Linked DNA regions of Mus musculus: regions 1, 2 and 3 are each linked to region 4. Evidence: chromatin contacts called from public HiChIP or PLAC-seq data. All regions are on one chromosome and are shown on one strand. The core of a region is the stretch at or near the end of the contact, and the rest is flanking DNA. Distances in the headings are between cores, read along the strand shown.

Region 1 (2,700 bases), core at 10-2,509, 92 kb after region 4:
TTAGTCAGAGTCCAGAACTTCAAGCCAAAGGTTTCATGACTGGCTTGTGTGTCCTCCTTGCCCTCTGGTGTTCATGACTCTTAACTCCACTCCCTGGCAAGCTCTGCTCCAGAGCCCCAAGGTGTGCCTGAGCCCTTGGGGCCTTCACAAGGATTCGGCCTCCCCCACTAACCTTCAGGGCTGGAGAGGAAGGGACCACTGGACAGGAGCCTGTGGCCCTTGAATCCAGAGGAAAAGCTGTGAGTTTACTTCAGCCATTCCACACAGAGGTGTCATTTGGAAGAGCGGGATCTAAGGATGGTTCCAGAGTCCTTTGGTAAGGACTGTGCTGTCCTGAGGATTTCTAGACTGATTTAAAAACAAAACAAGGGCCAGTGACAGGCTCAGTGAGTAAGATCACTTCCCTGCCCAAACGGACAATCTGAATTTGATCCTAGGAACCCACATGGTAGAAGGAGAGAACCCTCAGACCTCGGCGTGTGTGTGAATACACACACACACACACACACACACACACACACCTAAATAAATATACAAACTTTTTGTTGTTGTTGCCGGTTGTAAACCAATGGGATCTTTCTGATCCTAAAAGATATGGGGCATCAGGCAGAAGGAAGAAAGCGAACCGGAGGAGAGGGGCCCCATCTTACCCAGGAAAGTAGCCAACAGGAAGGTGGTCAGTTCGGGGCCATCCCCTCCCGATTTGCTCTGGGAAAAAGGGACCAAGCCCAGGACAGAGCAGAAGCTGTGTTATGCATGGAGTCACCAAAGCAGTTCAATCGTGTTTTCTTCGCTGTTAGAAGAAAATCTGTAAATATTGCTTTTGGAAGAGTAGGGTGACGAAGCAGAGTCCTTGATGGCTGATGGCAGATCCATCAACCCTCTGCTATTAAACTCTGGGGCTCCTTCTGGATGTTGTCTTGACAACATGTGTCTAGGTTCCTTCTGTTTAAGAGACTGTGTCTCAGATTGTTGGCCCCCAGACAGGTTTCTGGGATCCAAGATCCTTTGTAAGGCAGTGGGTCCAGGATCTGCACTGGTGGGGTGGGGGGCACTCAGTGCCTCAAGAATGACCCTGGATACCGTGGGCTGCAGAAACTCATCTAGAGTCTCCGAAAGTCCCGGGGTCCTTTGAGGAAAAGGAAGTTAGGTCTTGATCCCAAAGCTGCAGGAGGCTCCCCGGAGTTGCAGCCCCTGGAAAGCAGCTACCAGAGGAGAAAACCACGTACAGGCGCAACTGTTCGTTCATTGAGCTGGTTTCGCCCCCTAGTGGTGGACTCAAGTCCTCTCCCAGGTATGTTCCTCCCAGGCTCTGGGTACCCATCAGGACTGCAGGCAGCTGAGGGGTAAGTTAGGTGTATGTGAAGCCTAGACCTCACCCACTTTTTGCTAATGAACTCTCCTGAGTGCTTGGATTATAAGAGTAAGCCAACAGATCTAACTATCTCTTTTTTATTTTTATGATTTTGTTGTTGTTTTTGGAGATAGAGTTTCTCTGTGTAGCCCAATGTCTTGGAACTCACTGTACAGACCAGTCTAGCCTCTAATTCAGAGATCTGCCTGCCTCTGTCTCCCAAGTGCTGGGATTAAAGGCATATGTTACCACTGCTCCGTGTGCATCTCCAAATATTTAATGAGAATATAGTGCATTTTAACTGTAAGTTTAAGTTGTTGTGAAGAATGCAATGCCTAACCTGCTGGGAGCATTGGTTATTTTTGCTGTTTGTTGGTTGGTTGGGTTTTGTTTGTTTGTTTTGTTTTGTTTTGAAGTGTTCTGACAGAGGCTCTCAGGGAGACTACACTAGCTTTAAAAGCTTGTCTCCCAAGTACTGGGATTATCAAAATTCGATTTTTAAGATAATATCTCATTTTGTTGCCAGGCAAGGCTGAAACTCTTCCAGCTGAACTTGAACTCATGGCAATTCTCCTGCCTCCATCTCTGAGTGCTGGGATGGCAGATGACAGCCACCACGTGGTCTCACAGAATCATGCAAGCCCTCCACCCCTGTGACTTATCATTCTTGCCTTGCTCTTTCGGCAGACCTGGGGCACATCCTGGTGTCTTGTCTTCTGCGGTCCTTCCAGAGTTCTTGTTTGGCTGCTGTGCTGGAAGGGCGGTCTCTCCATCCATGCACATCTGAGCATTTCTGTATCTGGCTTTGCATGTGAGCTGGTTTTCTTTATTTCCCCATACCCGGGTTTCATTTCCAATCTTACATTTCTAACAGTGTTCTTCTTCTTCTTTTTTTTTTTTTTTAATTTGGGCTGACTCAGCCATTCTGCTTGTAATGTTTTATCCATCCCCTCTCCTTTCTTCTGCAGAGACTCCATGCACATGTAGAGAAGGCTAGATGAAGTGATCTTATGGTCCACTAATGCGCCATTTCTACCTTTAAATATTGTTTTATTTATGTGTCGGCAAAATGTACGTGAATGTGGGTGCCCAAAGAGGCCAGAAGAAGGGAGTGTTACAAAGCTGGAGTTACAGCTGGTTTTTAGCCATAGTGCTGAGAATCAAATTCAGGTCCTCTGCAAAAGGAATATCTACTTCTAACTGCTGAGCCCTCTGCTCCGCTCCCTGTGGCTCTATTTTTAAAATCATGTTTTCTTTGTGTTTAATTGGGGATAGTTGCTCTCTCTTTCTGTGTGTGTGTGTGTGTGTGTGTCTGTGTGTGTCTGTGTGTGTGTGTGTGTTGAGTC
Region 2 (2,700 bases), core at 89-2,588, 110 kb before region 4:
AGGAGACGGCAGGGAGGGCATGAGGCGGCTGGTCATACTGGTATGTCATACACATCGCGCTGTGGTATGGCTCAGGAAGCAGAGAGGAAGACTTTCCACAGTCAGTGCAGGTCTGGCCCGATCAGTGTCTGGAGAGACCTTCACAGCCACAGCCAGAGGTGTGTCTGGGGTGAACCTGCTAAGCTGGCTGTGAAGTCACACCATGCAACCCACCAACCAAACCTCATCTGCCCACAGTTCACCCACACTCCTCCCTGGTATCTTCTTCAGGCATCCATTTTTGCCCCACAGGGACATGTGACTGGGCGGGGCTGGATGACAAGAGACAACTCCCGAGTGACATGTTGACCTCTGGGCTGGGAAGCTTCTTGCCTGGGGTAGCCTCTCATTACCCCGTTTGCCCGATCTCCATCCTCTTTCCGGCCCTGCCAAGGGACCCGCCTCATCTACTGTCTGTTTCCACTCATCCCACATAAAATCTGTTACCTCTCCTCGACCTTCCTGTTACCTCAGCCAACACTCCTTGCAGATGGACCCCACCAGCATCTTCACCCCACTTTCCCAGCATCCTCAGTCTGCCATCCACCAGACATCCCTTCCGGTCCACTCTTCCCCCCCACACACACAACCTAGTCATGTCTACAGCTGCCATCACTCCCACCCAGCCACCACCCACTGTCCCCTACCCACTCATCCACAGCTATCAGTGAGCCACCCTCTACCATTAGCCCAGTCACTCTCCAGCCACTGTCATCCCCATTGCTATCAGGAATTTAACATCCAACACCAGGTGCCACTGTCAATGATGTACTCACAGAAGCCCTCCTCAAGCCACTGCCACCACCGTTTGGTGACTGGCCCACCCGTCATTTCTCTCACTGGTGATTCTCCATTCATCGTGCACCCTGCCTGTCACCTCTAACCTGCCTTCATGGCCAGCCTACCCAGGCACGTCACTCTCTGCCTTAGCTCTCTTTGTTCTCTTCCAGGACCTTCACGCGCCTTTGACATCCCTTCCGGTCTGTTCTGCAACCCACACAATCCCTGCAGAGCACACACCCAGGCTAAGACTTCAGGCCTGGAGAAGATGGGCAAAGATGGCTGAGTTCCAGGGTTCTTGGCCACCTCCACACCGTGTCACCGGGAAAGTCAGGACGACACCCTCTTATTGGGTACCCAGGGTCCTGGGTCCTAAAGGGCAGATGCTAAAGCCGCTGAGAAGATTCCTCCAAGGGCCCTCAGGAGACAGCTGGGCGATCCCAAGGTAAATGTGTAACATCTGGGCGCCCCCTGTCCCTCAGCCCCGCCCGGTCACGTGGGGCCCTCGGAGCGAAGTCCGCATCTGTGAGAGCCTCGGCGGAGAGATGGGTGCTCTGGGCCGGGTCCTGCTGTGGCTGCAGCTCTGTGGTAGGCCCCGTGTCCCCCTGGGTCTGGACCTTGATTGAGGCTGAGGTTTCTCTAGGAAGGGTCGCGATCGCAGGAGAGGTTGGGATATGGAGGTGGCGTTGGCAGCCTGCCTCAATTTCCCGGTCCTCTGGCGTGGGTTGGTAAAGTTTCCAAAGCCCAGGAAGTGGAGAAACCGCAGCCTATTCCCGTGGACCTCCCAGCCCCTGGCGCCTCCTCTGTGCACAATCGGGACAGGGTCGCCAACTCCGGGCTCTGGGACCCCTCTCTGCCCCAGTGAGCTTCCCGCCAGAGCTCTTTCCTAAGGGCCGATTCCCCTCCGACCCCCCCCCCCCCGGGCAGTCAGAGTGCTGTGAATAGAGACGACGTTCCGAGGGAGGAGAAGGGCATGTTTGCGCGGGTTCTGTAGATCAGCTAAGAGTGCGCCTGAGAACGCCGCGGTGGGGCCTGACCGCCTTGCGCTGTGTGCACCTCTGCCGCGCCTCTTTGGAAAGTCGCCTTCCCAGAAGGCGACACTCAGCCTTCCTTTCTTTAGCAATGACTCGGGCCGCCTACAAACTTTGGGTCCCCAATACCTCCTTCGATACTGCCTCCAACTGGAACCAGAACCGGACCCCGTGCGCGGGAGATGCGGTTCAGTTCCCGGCGGACAAGGTACCTTGGTGGGGGGTTGAGGGGATGAACTGGAGGTGGGGAGGTCGGTCAGCCTCGCGCCTAACGCCACCTCTTGCTGCAGATGGTGTCGGTCCTGGTACGAGACAGTCACGCCATCTCGGATATGGTAAGGCTCGGGGCTGTGGCCTCAGCGGGCATGGCTGGCCCTGGGTCGTGCGCCGCCATGGAGCCTCTGGGTAGAGACAATCTCTGGGAAAGGACATCAGAGAGTACGTGGGGTCTCCCAGTCCAGCTCCACTGTCCCCTCCCCCACAGTATCTAAGTGCAGGGTGGGCTCTGGGAAACGTGCCTGCCCTTCCCTTCCTGGAGGCCATGTTAACAAGCTACCAGTGGCCCAGCTAGCCGGAGGGTGAGGAGCAAGAGGTTAAACAGCCCCTGCCTCCCCTCATGCTAAGGCTATGTGCTTTATAAATAAAGGCTGATGGTCCCGAGACCCTAGTTCAGACCCTGTGGTTGGAGCTAAGAATGAACTCTCTCTCTCTCTTCCTTTCTTCCTTAATTCCTTTTCTTTTGGTTTTTCTAGACTGTGTTTCTCTGTGTAGCTCTGGCTGTCCTGAAACTCACTCCGTAGACCAGGCTGGCCTCGAACTCAGAAATCCGCCTGCCTCTGCCTCCCAAGTG
Region 3 (2,853 bases), core at 216-2,715, 68 kb before region 4:
TCAGCTGATAGTCTGACGGAGTTCTGAAGGGGAGAGACGGGTCCTAGCTACAAGCTGCACAGCGGACCCCAGGGCCCACAGAGCACCCACAGGGCTTGCAGTCTTACCTCCTGCTGCTCTGTGCTCGTGGCTACAGACACTGATGGGGACAAGTCCATCTTTGAAGCCTGTGTTTCCTGGTCACTAGCTGAGCTGGTCTGTAAAAAGAAAAGGTGTCATTTTTCCTGGACAATAGTATATTGTCAGGGCCTGGGGTCCCCTGTACCCTGCCCCCAGGTCTCACCACGAACTGTTTCCTCACAAGTATTCCGTCATTTACAGGGACTGGCAAGTCACTATTATTGTCAATAGGAAGATGGTGCCTGGCCACCCTGTAACATAGGCTGTCTCGCCTCCAGCCATTATAAACTAGGAACCAGGGCCTAGGCGTAGTGCGCGCCTCTAATCAGCACTGAGTCTGAGGCCAACCTGCACTAAAGAATGAGCTCTAAAGGCCAGCAAAGGCCACACAGTAAAAACCTATCTCTTAAAAATAAAGCAACTAGGGCTGGTGAGATGGCTCAGTGGGTAAGAGCACCCGACTGCTCTTCCAAAGGTCCAGAGTTCAAATCCCAGCAACCACATGGTGGCTCATAACCATCCGTAACGAGATCTGATGCCCTCTTCTGGTATATCTGAAGACAGCTACAGTGTACTTACATATAATAATAAATAAATCTTTAAAAAAAATATATATATATATAAAAAAAAATAAAGCAACTAGGAAAATCACCCTCAGGCGGTCCTCAGACGGCCCAGACGCTTAACCTCCCTCCCTCCTTCCAGAAATCACGTGAATCTACCGCTCCCTCAGGGCCCTGACAGCTAGAGCTGGCACTTCAGCGAACACAGGGTCTTCCTCTAACAATCCCTGCACTCACAGGCACCTCACGATTGGCTCTCTGGAGTGAACCTCTCTGCGGGTGTAGCCCTCATACAACATTGCGTGGGTGCAGTGTTTGGCTACTCCCAGTGCACAAAAGTACTCGGAAATGTGCAGAAGCGCCTACAAGTCTACAGCTGAACTGTGTCCTGCTTTTGATCCAAAAGCACCGTGCACACCTTCCGACAGCTGCGGATCAGACCCTGAGGAGGACTCCACATTCTGAGGGGAGGAGAGACTAGGGGTCACACACAGCACAGGTACAACTGCATTCTGCAGTGGTGGAGTTGGTAAAGGACCTCTGTGGACAGGGACATTAATTAGGTAGTGAGCAGAGCTAGTAGTTATGAGTACCACCCACAAGGCAAGTTAAACAGGTCAGCGATCCAGCTGGTAAGTGAAGAGCAAGCCAATGGAGTCAGTTTTAGCGGCATGAAAGCCGTTTCCTTAGTTGTTAATCAAAGGACGCAGACTCAGAAGTCAGGGCACGCGGGGCACTGTCTCCGAGCAGCCCGCGGAAGGGGAACTGCAGTCACTTACGTCCTCCCACAAGGCTAGCAGAGAAGATGCAGATGAGGAAGAGAGCGAGTCCTTGGTGTAACAGACAGGAGGAACACAAATGATCATTTCCCACCCAGTAAACCCTGGCAAGAAAGTCCAATGAGGCTCCATGGAGACCCGGCTCTAGCATTCAGCAGCATGTTTAATCTGGCAGGGGAAAGAGCTCCCAGGAGAGCTCGGACCCCAATGCAGCTGAGGGTGCTCTCTCCTAGGAAACACATCCACACTCAGGTGAACAGTGTTGAACAGGGTCTAGACATGGGCAACATGCTGGACAGCGAACGAGGCGTGCTGCTCCGCCTCCATGTCTAACTCGTCCATGCTGTGACAGTCACCCAGCTCTTCCATTTACCCCCTGATAAGGTTTGTCCAAGGTGAGAAATTACTTTTATAATGGATCTGCTTAAGAACTGAGGACTTGCTGGGCGTGGTGGTCACACTTTTAACCCCAGCAGAGGCACGTGGATCCCTGAGTTTGAGGCCAGTCTGGTCTACAGAGTGAGTTCCAGGACAGCCAGGGCTACACAGAGAACCGCTGTGGAGTCAAGTCAAACAGCTGAGTGACTTGAACGCCCCCCTGGTGCCCTGGAAGTGTTACAACATCCCCACGTGGTCACCCGTGACTACTACCTACAAACGGGTTGGGGGTGGGGGCGCCACGCCCTTGCCACTTCAACCCAGCGATGCATTTGCAAAGTGAACTCTGAAGAGAAAAGAATTTGTCTCCTGTTCAGACAATGCCAACACTGCCTCCTACCTCGCACACACCACGCATACACCACACACACACCACGCGCACACCACGCACAGGGAACATGATGTAAACCCAGAGTGTGGGCATTCCCCTTGTCCTAAGTGGGACAGACAGGCCATTTAGATGGCGCCTGATGATTAAATGCCACCAGTGGCCTCCGGTACATCGTGAACAGGGAGAGCAGTTGTCCAGGACACAGGCAGGTCTACTCTGAGCCGAAACTCACTGCTGGTACAGCCTTAGGATGGCACTGAAGTTCACGGAGAAGAACCTGAGTGCCAGGGGGGAGTGAGGGTGAGGTGTCCTGGGTCGCTGCTGTCTGTAAACCACTATCAGCTAAGAAGCTGTCAGCGAGGGAGTCAAGCAGAGAAAAAGCAAGTGTGCAAGCGGAGCACACACCAGGTGAGGGCGTGCACGCTCAGTATGTGCACGCTCAGTATGCCCCACTCTGACTGGGCTGGTGGGTCAACACCACCATCAGGTGCTTTAGCAGAAGCTCCGCTAACGCCATGCGCGCGCACACTCACTCATTCTTCCAGCTCCCGTCCCCTTCAGTCCTGGGGATCAAGCCTGAGCGAGGCATGTGCCCTGTCACTAAGCCGTAGTCCAGCCTACT
Region 4 (2,700 bases), core at 68-2,567:
CAATGAATGACTTAATCAAGCATTCGTCCTAATAAAGCACAATAGATCATCCGATCTATGATTACTGCATTAGATCCCTAGATGAACCGAATACCCAAGATCAGATGTATAAGTTTTTAAGTGACAGTTCTAGCTGTCACACACACCCCGAAATATCACCAGTCTGACACGGTTACAATTAGGGAGTCGGGGGTTGGGGGTGTTGGGGGAGGGTTCTTGTATTTTATATAAAACCTTTAACAGTTAAAAACTGCTCGGACGTGCTAAAAGAAAGGGATATTCAAGCCGTGGACATCAAGGGGAGGTGGACAGGCTGTCACCTGGGTGGAGTCCTAGGGGCTGGGCTGTGGAACGAAGCCTTCGGAAGGCCCACCGAGCAGGGGCGGGTGGTGAGGAGGTGCAAAAGGCACAGAGGCTGCCCTCCCACCCGGTAGAGTCTAGGGCTAGGAGGGGTAGCTCCAGGCTCGACTCTGGACCCCAAAGGCTAGTCCGGGGCGGGGGCAGGGCGGATATCCCAGGGAGCGCTGCAGGAAATGATATCCAGACTGGGAGGGTGGGTCTAGGAAGCGGCCAGGGCGATGGCCGGGAGTGGGGGGAGTGCAAACGGAGGATGTGGCTCCGGAGCGCAGAACCAGGGAGGCCCGGCGCGGGTGCGAGCAGTGAGAGGCGCAGGGGGGCGAGCGGCACCTTACTCACCCCACTCGAGGAACTCCGCCACATACTTGTCGCGGCGCAGCGCCGAGTGGCTGCACTCGGTGTAAAGGCACACCAGCACGTCCAGCAGCGTCTCCACGCTCAGGGCGCTATCGTTGCGCCACGGCCCGTCCAGGAGCAGCTGCTCCAGCTTCTTGAGCCGCACCTTGGCCGACATGGTGCCGCGCGGCCCGCTCCCCACGCGCCGGCCTCTCTCCGTCCGTGCGCCCCGGCGTCAGAGCCAGCACTCCCCGGCCCGGCGGCCGCGCACCCCGGCGTCCAGTAGCCGCACAGTCCTTGTCGTCGCAGCCCGGCCTAGGCCGACATCTTGGGCTCCGTCCCGGCGGCACCGAGTCTGGGGCACCGGGCCCCGCGGGTCCATGGGCCGGTCTCCTCCCCTAGGCGCCGCCCGCACGCCGTCCCCGCCCTCGGCGCCTGGCCGCGCCCTCGCGCGCGCCGTCACCGACCCGGACCGCGGCGGAGCCCAGCACCGCGTACACCCGGCCGGCGCCCGAGCCCCGACCTCAGCCCGGCCAGCCGCCCAGCCCGCGACCTGCAAGCCAACCAGGGCGCGGCCAGCGCGGCGCAGCCAACCACCGCGGGGCCGATCGCCGCCGCGCTGACCTCAGCGCGACGCCCCGCCCTCGGCCCGCGGCGATCCTCCGCTCTTTGGGCCTCGCGGTTCGCCGTAGGGACGGTGTGGGGCGGGGTACCCAGTGCGAAACCGAGATTGCGGGTGGCGCACGCGCACAGGAGCGCGGGCGGGGCGCCCAGCCGCGCTGTGTGCGCCCTGGGTCCCATAGTTCGGCTCTGTTCCCGATCCTCGGGACCGACCCTCGTGGCCTAGCGAGGCAGCTGTCCGGCGCGACCCCCGGGTCATTACTGCTGGGTTTCGGTTGAGCTCGTCTGAGCTGTGAACCGACAGTGCTCTGGGTCCCAGTGCGCACGGGAGACGCGGGCGGGGCACCTGCCGGGAGGCTCCGGGGTCCGCTGGACGCGCGCTCCCCACTGGGCACGCGCCGCTGGGGATGCGCAGTGCCCTGTCTCATCGGTTCAGAGTCTACCCCGTGACTGATTATTAGGGTGTCGACCTGGTGGGGAGTAGACTGTTGTCTCCAGGCGAGTCGCCGCTTTCACTCAGTTGGACGGCTCAGAAGGTTGATGTAAAACATCCCTTATGACATCCCCAACCTCCGCAGAGGAGGAGCCCTTTGTGGACCCCAAGGTTGCTTCAAAAGAATGGGGGCTTGTGGTGCAGCAGAGGCGGGGCAGGTGGGGTTTGGAAGCCGGAAGCTGAGAGGAGCCTGAGGCAAAGCGCAGGGTGGAAAGCCGAATGGCGACTCCAGCAGGAAGCGACTGAAGAGTCCCTGCCTGCTGGGAATGATGTATGACTTGGTTGGGGTTACGAAGCACACACATAAGCCTCCAAACTGCCCTCAAAATTCACGCGCGTCAGTATGTGTGTGTATCTAACTTAGTTTTTAAGACGCAGGCAAAATAGCCCGGTATTGTAGGTTGGATAGAGCGAACCCTTGTCAGATCTTTATTATTGTGAAGGAATCTATACACATATAAAGTATATTCACGAGTTACTGCATGTGTGTGATGCCCAGTTGTTTAAACTTAAAAATTAAAGCCCAAGAGAATCATCCTACCCAAAACTAAAGTCTGAGCAGCCAACTGCATTTTTTTTTCCTTGACAGCCCTCTTGCTTTTTCTTTGTCCCGTAAGCTTGCCCACGAGAGTGTCTTCTTTGGCTGGCCCTGTCACACTTCCAGCCACTCCCAACGGACAACTCTGAGTCCCTTCTCTGATTGCATGCTGCTGGACTATTTAATCCCTCCAAATTAGGACTTTGCCCTTGCACCCCGGTACCAGTCTGAGGTGCCCAACCCAACTGCCTTCAGTGCGTCTGCTCATCCCAGATCTGTTTCCGCACTGCCTTTTAGGACGCCGTCCACCCCTGGGACAGATCAGACCCAGGTGTACTCTGTAAGCTTCCTTTGA

The links. HiChIP or PLAC-seq counts read pairs in DNA pulled down with a chosen protein or histone mark.
Region 1: a contact with region 4 is called in an H3K4me3 HiChIP or PLAC-seq map of bone marrow-derived macrophages, with 3 times the contacts expected there. The contact joins the enhancer-like site here to the promoter of Cdc42bpb in region 4. A contact is called at or near these places in 3 of 39 promoter capture datasets (embryonic stem cells, hematopoietic stem and progenitor cells and stem cell-derived epiblast-like cells), 7 of 115 datasets of contacts at active chromatin or transcription factors (bone marrow-derived macrophages, embryonic stem cells, microglia and 1 more) and 3 of 9 other capture datasets (adipose tissue, liver and pancreatic islet).
Region 2: a contact with region 4 is called in an H3K4me3 HiChIP or PLAC-seq map of embryonic stem cells, with 38 read pairs. The contact joins the promoter of Amn here to the promoter of Cdc42bpb in region 4. A contact is called at or near these places in 7 of 39 promoter capture datasets (the HPC-7 cell line, HPC-7-derived erythroid cells, the SN4741 cell line and 4 more), 6 of 484 Hi-C or Micro-C datasets (B cells, cerebral cortex, embryonic stem cells and 2 more), 5 of 115 datasets of contacts at active chromatin or transcription factors (bone marrow-derived macrophages, embryonic stem cells and forebrain) and 3 of 9 other capture datasets (adipose tissue, liver and pancreatic islet).
Region 3: a contact with region 4 is called in an H3K4me3 HiChIP or PLAC-seq map of bone marrow-derived macrophages, with 2.4 times the contacts expected there. The contact joins the enhancer-like site here to the promoter of Cdc42bpb in region 4. A contact is called at or near these places in 5 of 115 datasets of contacts at active chromatin or transcription factors (bone marrow-derived macrophages, embryonic stem cells and intestinal villus epithelium) and 3 of 9 other capture datasets (adipose tissue, liver and pancreatic islet).

The regions. Positions count from the first base shown.
Region 1 is chr12:111,468,437-111,471,136 of GRCm38.p6, forward strand. No RefSeq gene overlaps it. Among named protein-coding and RNA genes, the nearest start is that of Gm266, 16 kb to the right of the region's middle. Within about 2 kb of position 1,260, at least 16 of the 459 cell types and tissues checked have an H3K27ac peak or open chromatin away from gene starts, as enhancers often do. A contact at or near this core is called in bone marrow-derived macrophages and trophoblast stem cells, where this site is marked.
Region 2 is chr12:111,269,758-111,272,457 of GRCm38.p6, forward strand. It overlaps Amn (amnionless), which reads left to right and starts at 1,339. Exons shown (of 12, transcript NM_033603.3): 1 at 1,339-1,407; 2 at 1,940-2,058; 3 at 2,141-2,185. The coding sequence starts at 1,365. Gm51960 (a long non-coding RNA gene) reads right to left here. Exons shown (of 3, transcript XR_003950150.1): 2 at 2,063-2,268; 3 at 1-1,458.
Region 3 is chr12:111,308,001-111,310,853 of GRCm38.p6, forward strand. Cdc42bpb (CDC42 binding protein kinase beta) reads right to left here. Exons shown (of 37, transcript NM_183016.2): 22 at 108-197. Among named protein-coding and RNA genes, the nearest start is that of A230087F16Rik, 25 kb to the left of the region's middle. Within about 2 kb of position 1,466, at least 10 of the 459 cell types and tissues checked have an H3K27ac peak or open chromatin away from gene starts, as enhancers often do. A contact at or near this core is called in bone marrow-derived macrophages, where this site is marked.
Region 4 is chr12:111,376,401-111,379,100 of GRCm38.p6, forward strand. It overlaps Cdc42bpb (CDC42 binding protein kinase beta), which reads right to left and starts at 1,318. Exons shown (of 37, transcript NM_183016.2): 1 at 697-1,318. The coding sequence starts at 871.